2 separate regions of the Sus scrofa genome follow, and region 1 is linked to region 2. The links are chromatin contacts, called in public Hi-C maps. All regions are on one chromosome and are shown on one strand. Each heading gives the region's core, a stretch centred on a gene start, on an enhancer-like site or on the middle of the called end of the contact. The rest is flanking DNA. Distances are from core to core; before and after follow the strand shown.

Region 1 (5,226 bases), core at 1,050-3,549, 49 kb before region 2:
GGAGGTGTCCATCTGATGTCCTTTAGTTTTATTTGTTACAGTTAATGTTCTCTCCTGGGAACTAGGCTGCCTGGCTGGACCCGTATCCAGATTTCCCAGTGGGCTCTGCCGGTGGTCCGTGGCCTCGATGAGGCAGAGCTTCCTGGGAAAGAGGAAGCCAAGGCAGTGCACCGAGGAGGAAAGTCCAGTGGATCCCACTTTTGTTCTTTTAGAATCATCCCAGTGCCCTGTCTGCTTCATGAGCTCCTGCCCTAGGACCCCCAGCCTGCATGGGGGCCATGAGGAAGCAGTGGCCCACCCTCAAGAGTCCCCCGCGGGCTCCAGGTGTAGTGTCTGAAGTCCGACTCGTCCAGCCCCTAGCTTGCCAAGTTGGCCCGGCCAGAGTCCGGGGCTGGCTGTTCCTCGGGGCCGCCGGCTACGACGCTCTGCTCTCCGTGGGCCTCTACGCACCGCTCCACTGTCCTGAGGATGGTCTGGAGCCTGCGATCCAGGGCCAGGAGGTGGGGCTCTGTGAGCACGGGGGTGAGCTGGTCCTCCAGCAGCGACTCCCGCATCACGTCGCTGAGTCTGTAGTCGGCCTGGGCCAGCAGCTGCAGGTGCAGAAGTGTCTTCCTTTTTATGCTGGAAGGACAAAGTCACAGGAACCATATAAGTAAATGTAAAGAAAAAAGCTCTGTGAACTTACTTCTTTCCCCGCAAGCGGCTGTGAGCGCTGACGTTCTGAGAGCCTTCTCCCCCAGTGTCTTCTCAGGCACATTTTATGAAAACCAGGTGAAAAGGGAATGATTGAAAGGTGACATCCAGTATTTTGCAGTCCTTTGCCAGTGGCCTTTTAGTCCAGTGGCCTTTTGGTCCTGCTGAGCCGTTTGTACTCTTCTTAACAACTGTAATGCTGCACCCTAGTGAGGCTGGACCCAGGCACCTGATATTCCTAAGGGAATCAAAACAGAAGCGCTGTCTATTGCCTTTTCAAGGCGATTTAAAGCTAACGAGAGAAATTTCCAGTAGGTGAAATGATGAAAACGTTTGTCACCTCAAAAGCTGTAGATACTGTTGGACTCCAAGTTATTTTTCTGGTCAACTTTATAATATTTTTCTGTGTCAGATTCTAAAATCAGGGATGGAAGTGGGGTAGGCCCAATCTCGACTTTAGGATTGTAACTTCTTTTTATGTAGGACTCTGACTTGGACTCTGACGTGTAAGCAGCTTGACTGTCCAACTTTTGTCATAACTCCTAGCCAGACCTCCTCAGAGAGAGGCGAAGAGAGGGAGGGACATTTAAGGTAACCCAGGAAGTGAAGAAAGTCACTTCAGGCCCCGCTCTTGAGTTTTCCAGCTGGAAATGGAGACGGTTTTGCTCCGTGTGAACCCCATATTCCTGACGAGCCATAGATGCTGCAGCTAAGCAGGTAGACAGTTTCTACCAGCCTGGCTGAAACACCAGAGAGGCATGGAAGCGGGTTAGAGGATCTCTGGAGAAGCACTGGCCAGATGGAGGGCCGAGCACATCCTTTTAATCTGGTGTGACTTGATGGGACTTCAGTCAGGACTTTGCCGAGACAGCGATCAAGTGGGAATATATATGAACTTAGGCTCGTGCCAGGCAAAGCAGAGGGCCGATGAGTCACAGCAGAGACTGAGGCTCTGCACGAGTGCGTGGTTATCAGAGTGGGTTAAAGATTAAAGCTGGCGATGGAAAGGTCTGAAAGATGACATGCGAAGTCACTCGTGCTGAGAGATGAAAGGGTGTGAGGTGTGCTGGGGAAAATCCGGTAGTTGTAGGATAAGAAACGAGGTTAATTCCTGTCATCCTACCCACCCATGCCCTGGACCAATGAAAACTGCCTAAGACCTTGGGAGCTTGGTTGCCAGCAGGACAAAGTGTCACAACTGTGACCTGTCCCTGAACTGAAAGCTCACCGGCAGCACTGGGAGAGCGGTGAGAGGATGGAGATTTCGTCCTGGGAGTGTCGCCCGAACCTGGAAGGAGAAACAGGCTTTCATGGGGGGGGGGGGGAGGCGAGCACTTTCCTCCCCCCTTCACATCTCCTCCTCCTCCTCCACCGCTGCCTTTTCTTGAATCACAGCTGGGGATAAAGATGCCAGGGATCATGCAGCCGCCTTGCCAGCCCTTCTCAATCACGTCCCAAAAGCCTCTGTCCAAAGATGTTAAAACCAAGGCATCATTCATGCGTTGATTCCCACACCGCGGGGGGCCAAGGCCGGACCTTGAGGGTGAGTCATGTGCTTGCCTCCCGGAGTGAACCACAGAGTGAAAATTACAGAAAACATCCGTCTCTTTCACATGCGCACTTAGGCTGGAGGAGAACCACGTGGTACTCAGCAAAGATCAAGAGCAGAGAGGGCGGAACAAGGAGGGCCAGGAGGCAGGGGACACTACAGCGGAGACTCCTCATTCTTGGGGCCCCGGCACCCCCTGAGCCACTGCATATGGGGTACGGCCGGGAGAGGAGGTGCGCTTACCCTCTGGCGTTGTCGAGGTGAATAAGGAACCCATCATCCCCAAATTTGGTGAACATCTCGTAGTGGTGCCGGTCCATGTTGCCTGTGGAGGAGGGAGACGGTGGAGCCAGGGCCAGGACCTCTGAGTTCTCCCGAGGCGTGGGCCTGCCAGCCGTTCAGAGCCTGGAGCCTGAACCCAGGCCTCGAGCTGTCATTTCCCCAGGGTTCCTGGTGAAAGTGCAGAGCGGGAAGGACGCCAAACCAACCAACCCTGATGTGGGCTGTTTGCCAACCTGAGGCGTTTCCCAGCCACCGCGGCCCCTGGCTGATCTCTTAATGCTCCTTGGGGATGCTTTGCCTTCCTCGCCCCAGCGCCTCAGCTGCCGCTGTTAGAAACGCAGAGGAGTGAGCCTCCCGGAGGGCGCAAGCTGGGGTGGCTGCTGTCCCACTTTAGGTGGAGGCGTGGGGGCAGCTGCCTTCACACCTGTCTTTGTCCCGAGCTTCCCCCGGTCCCCGAGAGGCTTGGCAGTCCCTTTGCTAGGCCCTCCTACCGCTACACTCTCACTGTGCACCTGACCCCCCACCCCGGGTCCGCTCACTCGGAGGGTAAAGGGAACAGATAGCTTCCAGTCCGAGGCCTGTGTGCCTGCCCTTGGAGCCATGTCCCCTCCAGAGAGGGAGCCTGTTCTGTCCCCTGGGGCCTCTGCCACGTCTGAGCCTGTGGACGGCGTGAGGCTCTTCTGCCGCGTGGGCCAGGCTGTAGCTGGCGGCCGGGGGTCCCAGAGCCCCAGCCCGACCGCAGAGCCCGCTTCTGCGGGGCTCCCCGCGCGGACACGCACCTGTCAGGAAGTCGAAGATGGCCATGTCGATGATGTTGAGGAGCCGGTTGCTGCTGTTGTGCGGGTAGACCTGCTTCACTGTGTCGCAGTAAAGCGGATTGACCTCCCACCTGAGGGGCAGAAGGAGGCCCGGAGCTGGAAAAGCCATGACAATGGCAGGGGGTCGGGGGACCCTCACCCCTGCCTCCCTGGTCCTGCCCGGGGCTGGTGGCAGCTCCTTAGCCTGCACGCGGTGGCCGGCTACATCCAGGAGGACCCTGGGCAAAGATACACGGGAGCTACAGGCTCCACGTGCTAAGAAGGTTCTGGGCCCCATCCTATGTCTGCTCTTCTGGGCGCCGGATGGACGGGCAGAGGGGGGAGGCTGCCTCCTCCCCGTCCCTTGCCCGCCTCCCCTGCAGCCCCTACCCGCAGCCTCCTGAGCTGTTCCCGGCAAGCCATTCTCTGCCATTGCTCGGTCGCATGAGTCCCTCTGCACGGAGAGCCCCCAGGTCCCTTTCATCTAGTGGGCTCTTCCTCAGCCTTCATGAGTCCCTTAGGATCTGCCAGGTCCCCCCTGAAGTTCCCGCCTGGATACTTCCCTTCCCTCCACGACTAGGGTGTCTGGGTGGATGAACCCCAGCACTCAGTGGACTAGGATCAGCGGAGGACTCCTCTGGGCCAGGGAGTGCGCTAGGCCCCAGGGAACCACCACGAGGTCCTCCTGGCTTCCCAGGGCAGGGACCCCGGGTCCCTCCTGCGGGCTCCCTGTGTGCGACTCTGCAGGACAGCAGGTGTCCGCCACGTTTTCATGATCTGGCTACTGTCTGACCAAACCTCCCCTGGACCGTGGAGCTTCTTGCAAGAAGAGCCTGTGTCTTTGGTTTCTGTGTCCTCTCCCAGCACCTAGAGCTGGTACTCAGGGGGCTCTTTATGACTGAAATACATGAACTAAAGGGACGGAACAGACACCCGGGATCCACATGAGATGAGGCAAAGGAGGGCTGAGGCAGCTTCAGGGACCCCAAAGCCGGCCTAGCGGCAAGTCCTGGGCACAGGGCCCATGGCCACTCTCAGGGGCCATGGGCTGGCCTTGTGGCCAGGGGGCCAACTCACTCCTCTTTTCCTGCCAGCGAGTAGGAGCGGATCCAGGGGTTGGGCACAGACAGCCGGGGGGCCAGGTTGAGAGACGGCAGGAAGGCGGAGAGGGAGCCCTCCAGCAGGTGCGGGTTGCCGCAGACCGCGTACTCCGTCTTGCACATGTACGGGCACTTGGCAAAGAAGCAGACATTGCTGGCTGGAGGGTGGAGGACAAGAGAGCAGTGACAGGAGGGGGCACGCCATCCTCCTGCCCCCAAGACAGCCACTGGGAGGGAGGCGAGACCCTGCACTCAGGGCTCGGGAAAAGGCAGGACAAAAAGAAAAGATTGCCTCTTCCAGATGTAGGGGCTTGTGAAGGCAACTAAACAGAGCATCCTGGGTACCAATGTTCAAATGTCTCAGAGCAGAGAAAGTGTGGGACCCAGCCTCACTGCATCGCACCCCTACGACGGAAAGGGGTGATGAAAGGTCTTTGTTTGAATGGATGGCATCTGGTTCCCGGGGGGCTGGCACTAGAGTCCAGTGGCTGCACAGGCTAGTTAGTCTTTCATGTAAACCATCTCCCACCCCCCGTTATCTCGTGGAGTGCTCGGGTGTGCCAGCCTAAGAGTGTCTGGTGGCAGCCCTACCCACCCAATGATGGAGGGTGGTCCTGGCAGGAGGCAGACCACTCTGGCCCACCACCTTCCTAGACCCCAGAATGTTGCTTTGGCCAGGACCCTACCTGGAGAGACAAAGAAGACACTCTGCAGGATTTCATTCTTGGTGACCTCTAGGATTTCCTTGGTGACATTAACTAGTCTCCCCACTGTTGGTGGCACCCGTCGGAAGTCCAGAATCCTG
Region 2 (5,466 bases), core at 1,070-3,569:
TGAATGATCTTCAGAGGAGTCTGTCCTTCAAAACCATCTTTTTTTTTTTTTTTTTTTTTGCTATTTCTTGGGCCGCTCCCGCGGCATATGGAGGTTCCCAGGCTAGGGGTCTAGTCGGAGCTGTAGCCACCGGCCTAGGCCAGAGCCACAGCAACGCGTGATCCGAGCCGCGTCTGCAACCTACACCACAGCTCACGGCAACGCCGGATCGTTAACCCACTGAGCAAGGGCAGGGACCGAACCCTCAACCTCATGGTTCCTCGTCGGATTCGTTAACCACTGCGCCACGATGGGAACTCCCTTCAAAACCATCTTAACTCAAATATCAAGGCCTTCGGTCATTAGCTGGGGACCCTCCCTACTGACCATTCCACCCCCTCCGACACTCTCCCTTCTCCCCCCTTTTATAAAAAACATCCTTCTTAATCTTATCCTGAGTATGTGTTTGGCCTCTTCCCCCCCCCCCCCCTCTAGATTTTGCCTGGGGTTTAGAAAATTCCCAGGCAGCATTTTTTTTACCTCCTTTGTGAAAGCATCACACCTCAAATCCACATCAGCCCAAATCGCTGCTATAATAAAAACGGCCTTCAGGTTATAACACTGACCAGAAAAGGACAAGGCACGTTTTAAATATAGAACAGAGACTGGCAACCATGGCAGGAAACTGACGGGTTTACTCTCTGCCCGGGGCTGACCTCTTGCGATCTCTGACCCCGGGCAGAGGAATAAGCAAAGGGAAAAAGCTGGGTTTCAGGGAGTATAGCCTTGGTTTCTGGAAGGTACCCAGGTCTAGAGGTAAGTCCTGAATTCGAACCAGCTGTGACGCTGCTCTGTTTGGGAACCTCATTCTGGAAAACCAGAAGCGAGCGGCGGCTTTCCACATCAGGACAAGGAGAAAGAGGGGGGCGGTGGAAATAGCCCGGAGAACAGAAGTGGGGAAAAGAGAGAGCTCAGGGGGAGGGGCTGAGAGCATGTCTTCGCTGCGCTGCTGCCTAGAAAGTTTTTCTGGCGACCTGTGCTGGGGCTGAACTCTAGGGTCCGCAGCCACGGATGGGGGCCGGGTGCGGAGCACTCTCAGAACCCAGTGCGGGAGCTGGAGGGCTGGGGAAGCGCCGCGGGGCCGGGGCCGGGGCGGCGGGCGGGGTCCTCACCTGTTCCAGCGGGCCACCTTCCTCCGGTAATACCGCAGCGCCTCCTGGCTGGCCAGGAGCGAGTCCTCGGGGCCGAGGAGCGGCGGCTCCTCGGGCACGTTGTACAGCGGGTGGGCGAAGAGGGCCCGCAGCTTGGAGCGGGGGACGCTGCGGCCGCCGCGGTCCTGCTCAGTCCGGGGCCGGGCCCGGGAAAAGTTGTGCGCCGCGGGGCGGGGGGCCGAGGGGGCCGCGGCGGGGGCCGGGGCCGGGGAGGCGGCGCGGCCGGCGCACGGGCAGCCGGGCGGGCGCTCCCTGGGCCGCAGCTGGCGCTGCACCTGGGGCCAGAGGTGGAAGTAGAGGTCGGCGGAGAGCAGCGCGCCCAGCAGCAGCAGGGTCAGCAGGCGGTCCCGGCGCAGTCCGGGCATGGCCCCGCCGGGGCGCGCGGGAGTCTCCGAGGACCCGGGAGGCGCTGGGGTCCCGCGGGCCGGCCGCGGTTTCCCCGGGCGGGGGAGCCTCCCGGAGAGGGGTGTCGCCCTTGAACTTGGGGACCCCGCGCAGAGCGCGCGGGCGTCCCTTTTCCGCGCGGAGTGGCCACCCGGGGACGGTGTCTCCCCGGCCGCTGTTTCTCGCACCTTCTCTCCCCAGCGGTGGATTGCCCCGGAGCCCGCGGCAGGTGGAGGATCGCGGGCGCGGATGCCGGCTGCACCCCGCGGGCGGCAGGGCGAGGGGACAGGCGGCCGGAGCGCCGGGAGCGGGCGGCGGCGCTCGCCTCCTGGAGGAGCAGAGCTGCTGCGGAGCCTGGGGCGTCTCTTTGGAGGATGCTGTGGCTCCGCGGCTGCGGCGACTGTTCCCGCGGCTCCTCCTGCGGGCGGCGGGGACGCCCGTGCCCCCGGCTCCTCGAGGCGAGCTGGCGTGCGCGCCCGACTCCTAGAGGCAGGGGTGACGCCGGGCCTCCCCCGCCCGGCCGGGCGCCCGCACCTCCGCCCACTCTCCGCTGGCACCTGCCTCTGGCGCGGCCGGCCTGCCAACTCCGATCCCTCTTCCGGCTCTGCCCTTCCACCTTGTCGCCCAACCCGCTGCTCGCGCCCTTCCCCCCTCGCCCCAGGCCTCCCGCTGGCCCCGCTCAGGGTTCAGGCCAGACACCTTGGGAGACTCCAAGGGTGTGTGTGAGTGTGATACCTCTGATTTCACGTTTGTTTTTTTTTTTCCCTGGGGTGGGGTGGAGGGGGAAAGACAACTCCCTGAAAGCCTTTCTCCTGCAGGATTTGCCAGATGTTTGTGTGTGTGTGTGTGTGTGTTTGCATCTTCCCACACAGCACCTCTTAAACCCCTAAGGACTGCATGTCCTGTGCTTGGCACCTAGTAGGCGCTCAGCAAACACCCACTTAGCCAATGAAAAAGTTTGACCTTTAAAAAGAAGGCACCCGTTTTACCTAGAATCTTGGTGACTTCCTGTTTGGATGGGGTTTGGTCCCCACTGTGCTGACCTTCTCCCAAAGAAGAACTTTTTCTCCCAGTGAAGGAGGGAGGGGCCTTCCAATGACCCCACGCTGAACTGTTGCATTTAGCTCGGTGTGAAAGTGGTCCACCCAAATGAATCACTGAAGGACATGTGCTCGGCTCTCTCCAGATTTCCCGTGAGGTAATTCCTACTCCCCCACCCTCTTCCTTTTGAGGGAGAGGCAGCCCTGAGCTCCTGGCCCCTCTGTTTAATGACCTGGTGGATGGAGAATTGCTAATCTGACGGAGCAGGCAGCTTGAGCCTCTAGGTGTTGAGGAAAAAGCATCTTTGCCATGAGCTGCCTGCCCAGGTAGCAAAGCTTCCTGTGTTCATGAAGCTTGCTCGCTAACTACCTTTCTTCTGCTGCTGGAATCTAGAACCCTCACACACACTCTGACTTGTGGCTTCCGACCAGAGTTCTTCCCACTGTGGTCCAGTGGGAGATTCTTGTGGCCTCTGCCATCCTGGTCGTCTGGAAATGAAGATAATAATAGAACCAACCATATAGGGCTATTGCGTGGCTTAAGTGACTTAAAGTATTTAACTTGCTTCGAACTGCCCCCAGCACATTGTAAGTAAGTGTGAGATAAGTGTTGGCTAGAAATAGGATTACTTCTTGGTTCCTGTTGTACACTGGGGTCGGTTAGAGACCGCGTGTGAGTGGGACAAGTGTAGAAAATTATGATAAAGGAAGATACCAAAAGGGGGACCATTGTCAGCAACACAACATAGTGACCTGAATGCCTGGTCCAGGCGGGGAGTCAAGATAATACTAATGCCAGCTGCTTCACTCTGCTGGGGAGGCTGGTGGGGTTTTTAGGGTTTCTTGAACCACCTTCTTTTTGTCTGAAATGAAATTCTAAGTGGTCTCCAGTTTCTAAGAAACACTGCAGCTTTGGACGTGTCTAAGTAGGTGTGGTGGCCCGTAGATGAAGAAGCCAGACGTCAGTGTTGTATCTGCAGCAACTGTGAGGCACGCCGGTGTACATTTCTGGGCTGGCAAAGGATGCCATCATGAGTCTTATGACTTCAACTCTGCCCCCCCGCCCCATGGGGGCCCTGCTCTCTCACCAGACTCTTGTCTGAACTCAATTCAGGAAACAATATTCCTAATTCAAGTAGAGCTTATCTCAACACGCTTTCCCTGCCCTCTAAAGGTCAAGGGCAAAACTGCATGTGGAAGTCAGATATTACATATGAATTAGGTTGGGATGGGAGGGCGGAAATGCTAGAGGCCAGTCAGATGTCACTGTCCTCAAGGTTTGTCTGCCTCTCTCCTCCCCCCTCCCAGAAGTGAGCCTTTCCCTTCTGCTCCTGCCCCGACTCCCTGTGCCTTGGCCCCTGGCATCCTCACCAGCCTCATCTACATCCCCTCAAGTCACCCATATTATCACTAACTGCTCTTTACCAGGACCCATCGTCCTGTTTCAAGCCTCCCCTTGCAAAGTCGTCTCTCTTTCCACTTCTACTGCTCTTGAACGTATCTAGGGGCGCATCATTTCTTGCTTGATTTCTTGCAATTAGGCTCCTAGACGTCCTCTCTGCTTCCAGTGTGGCCCCGTTTCAGTGCCCATCCTGTGTTCTGGTGTAATTAAAACTCTTGCCAGAGTGACCTTTCCAGCATACAGAAAGCTGTGTGTTGAAAATCACTCCATAGCTTCTCGTGTGGCCTCTGGATTCAGCCATTCACTGTGACGCAACTCTTTACTGTTTGGCTTCTGTCTTCTTTATATGACTCCCATTCTTCACTGCGTGATACTTCCTGAAGTCCCCCAGGTGCTTCCTGCTTTCACAGACATGCCTTTAATCAAAAGCTCCTTTTCATTTCCCCACCTGGAGAATGTCCATGGTCTGCCCAAACTCTGGCCACTTGTCTTATTTTCTCCAATGCTGGGCTTAATGCCTATGAAGACCGTACATGTGTGTTTGCACATATCCTGACAGCTGTTTGCATGCATTTCTATTCAAGCCTCCTTCACGATGTGTGTAGTTGCTTATGCGTGTTATGGGTTGAATCCCCCCCCCCCATTTATATGTTTAAATCCTAACTCTGAATACCTCAGAGTGACTTTATTTGGAAATAGGGGCATGGCAGATGTTATTAGTTAAGATGAGGTCATACCAGAGCAGCGTGGGCCCTTAATTCGGTATGACTGGTATCCTTATAAAAAGGGGACATTTGGACGCAGGGATGTGCACAGAAGGAGAATTCCATGTGAACATGAAGGCAGAGGTTGGGGTGCTATTTCTATATGCCAGAGAATTCCAAGGATTGTTAGCAAACCACCAGAAATTAGGTAGGAGGCACGGAACAGATTTTCCGTCATATCCCTCAGAGGAAACCAACCCTGCTGACACCTTGATCTTAGACTCTGGCCTCCAGGACCATGAGTTGGTACATTTAAGCCACCCAGCTTGTGGTGCTTTGTTACAGCAACCCTTGCAACCTAATCCAGTGTGCATGTGTGCCTTCCTTACCAGAGCCTAACCTCTTAAAGTGCAGAAGGAAAGTGTTACTTACCTGTGTCCCGGGAGCTCTGAGGACAGGGCCTGTCACTAGGGAAATGCGCAAGAAAATTTTGCTGAGTGAATGAAGGGAAATCAGCGAAGGCAGGGATCAGAGGCTCCCTCTGTAACTGTAGCATCTCACATAGCGCCTGACACACTGTAAGGGCTTCACTGTTGGATGGAAGAAAATAATAGTTTGGGGCCCTGTAGGAGACACAGAAGAAATTTAAAATACAGTTCCTCCCTTCAAGCATCCTTTATGACTATTAGAGAAACCAGATCTGCCTGGACCCATGAGAAATGAAGACAGAGTACACTGAGCAGATG

The links. A called contact is a pair of places that touch in the nucleus more often than the background predicts.
Region 1: a contact with region 2 is called in a Hi-C map of liver, with 12 times the contacts expected there. The contact joins the enhancer-like site here to the promoter of FAM20A in region 2. A contact is called at or near these places in 1 of 5 promoter capture datasets (liver), 15 of 47 Hi-C or Micro-C datasets (alveolar macrophages, embryonic fibroblasts, epiblast stem cells and 8 more) and 1 of 2 datasets of contacts at active chromatin or transcription factors (skeletal muscle).

Annotation. Positions count from the first base shown.
Region 1 is chr12:11,652,529-11,657,754 of Sscrofa11.1, reverse strand. FAM20A (pseudokinase FAM20A) reads right to left here. Exons shown (of 11, transcript XM_021066715.1): 6 at 5,108-5,223; 7 at 4,399-4,579; 8 at 3,304-3,413; 9 at 2,486-2,567; 10 at 1,922-1,981; 11 at 1-621. The coding sequence ends at 357. Among named protein-coding and RNA genes, the nearest start is that of PRKAR1A, 26 kb to the left of the region's middle. Within about 2 kb of position 2,299, at least 25 of the 83 cell types and tissues checked have an H3K27ac peak or open chromatin away from gene starts, as enhancers often do. A contact at or near this core is called in embryonic fibroblasts, epiblast stem cells, liver and 3 more, where this site is marked.
Region 2 is chr12:11,603,322-11,608,787 of Sscrofa11.1, reverse strand. FAM20A (pseudokinase FAM20A) reads right to left here and starts at 2,319. Exons shown (of 11, transcript XM_021066715.1): 1 at 1,152-2,319. The coding sequence starts at 1,555. LOC110255981 (a long non-coding RNA gene) reads left to right here and starts at 693. Exons shown (of 4, transcript XR_002337052.1): 1 at 693-795.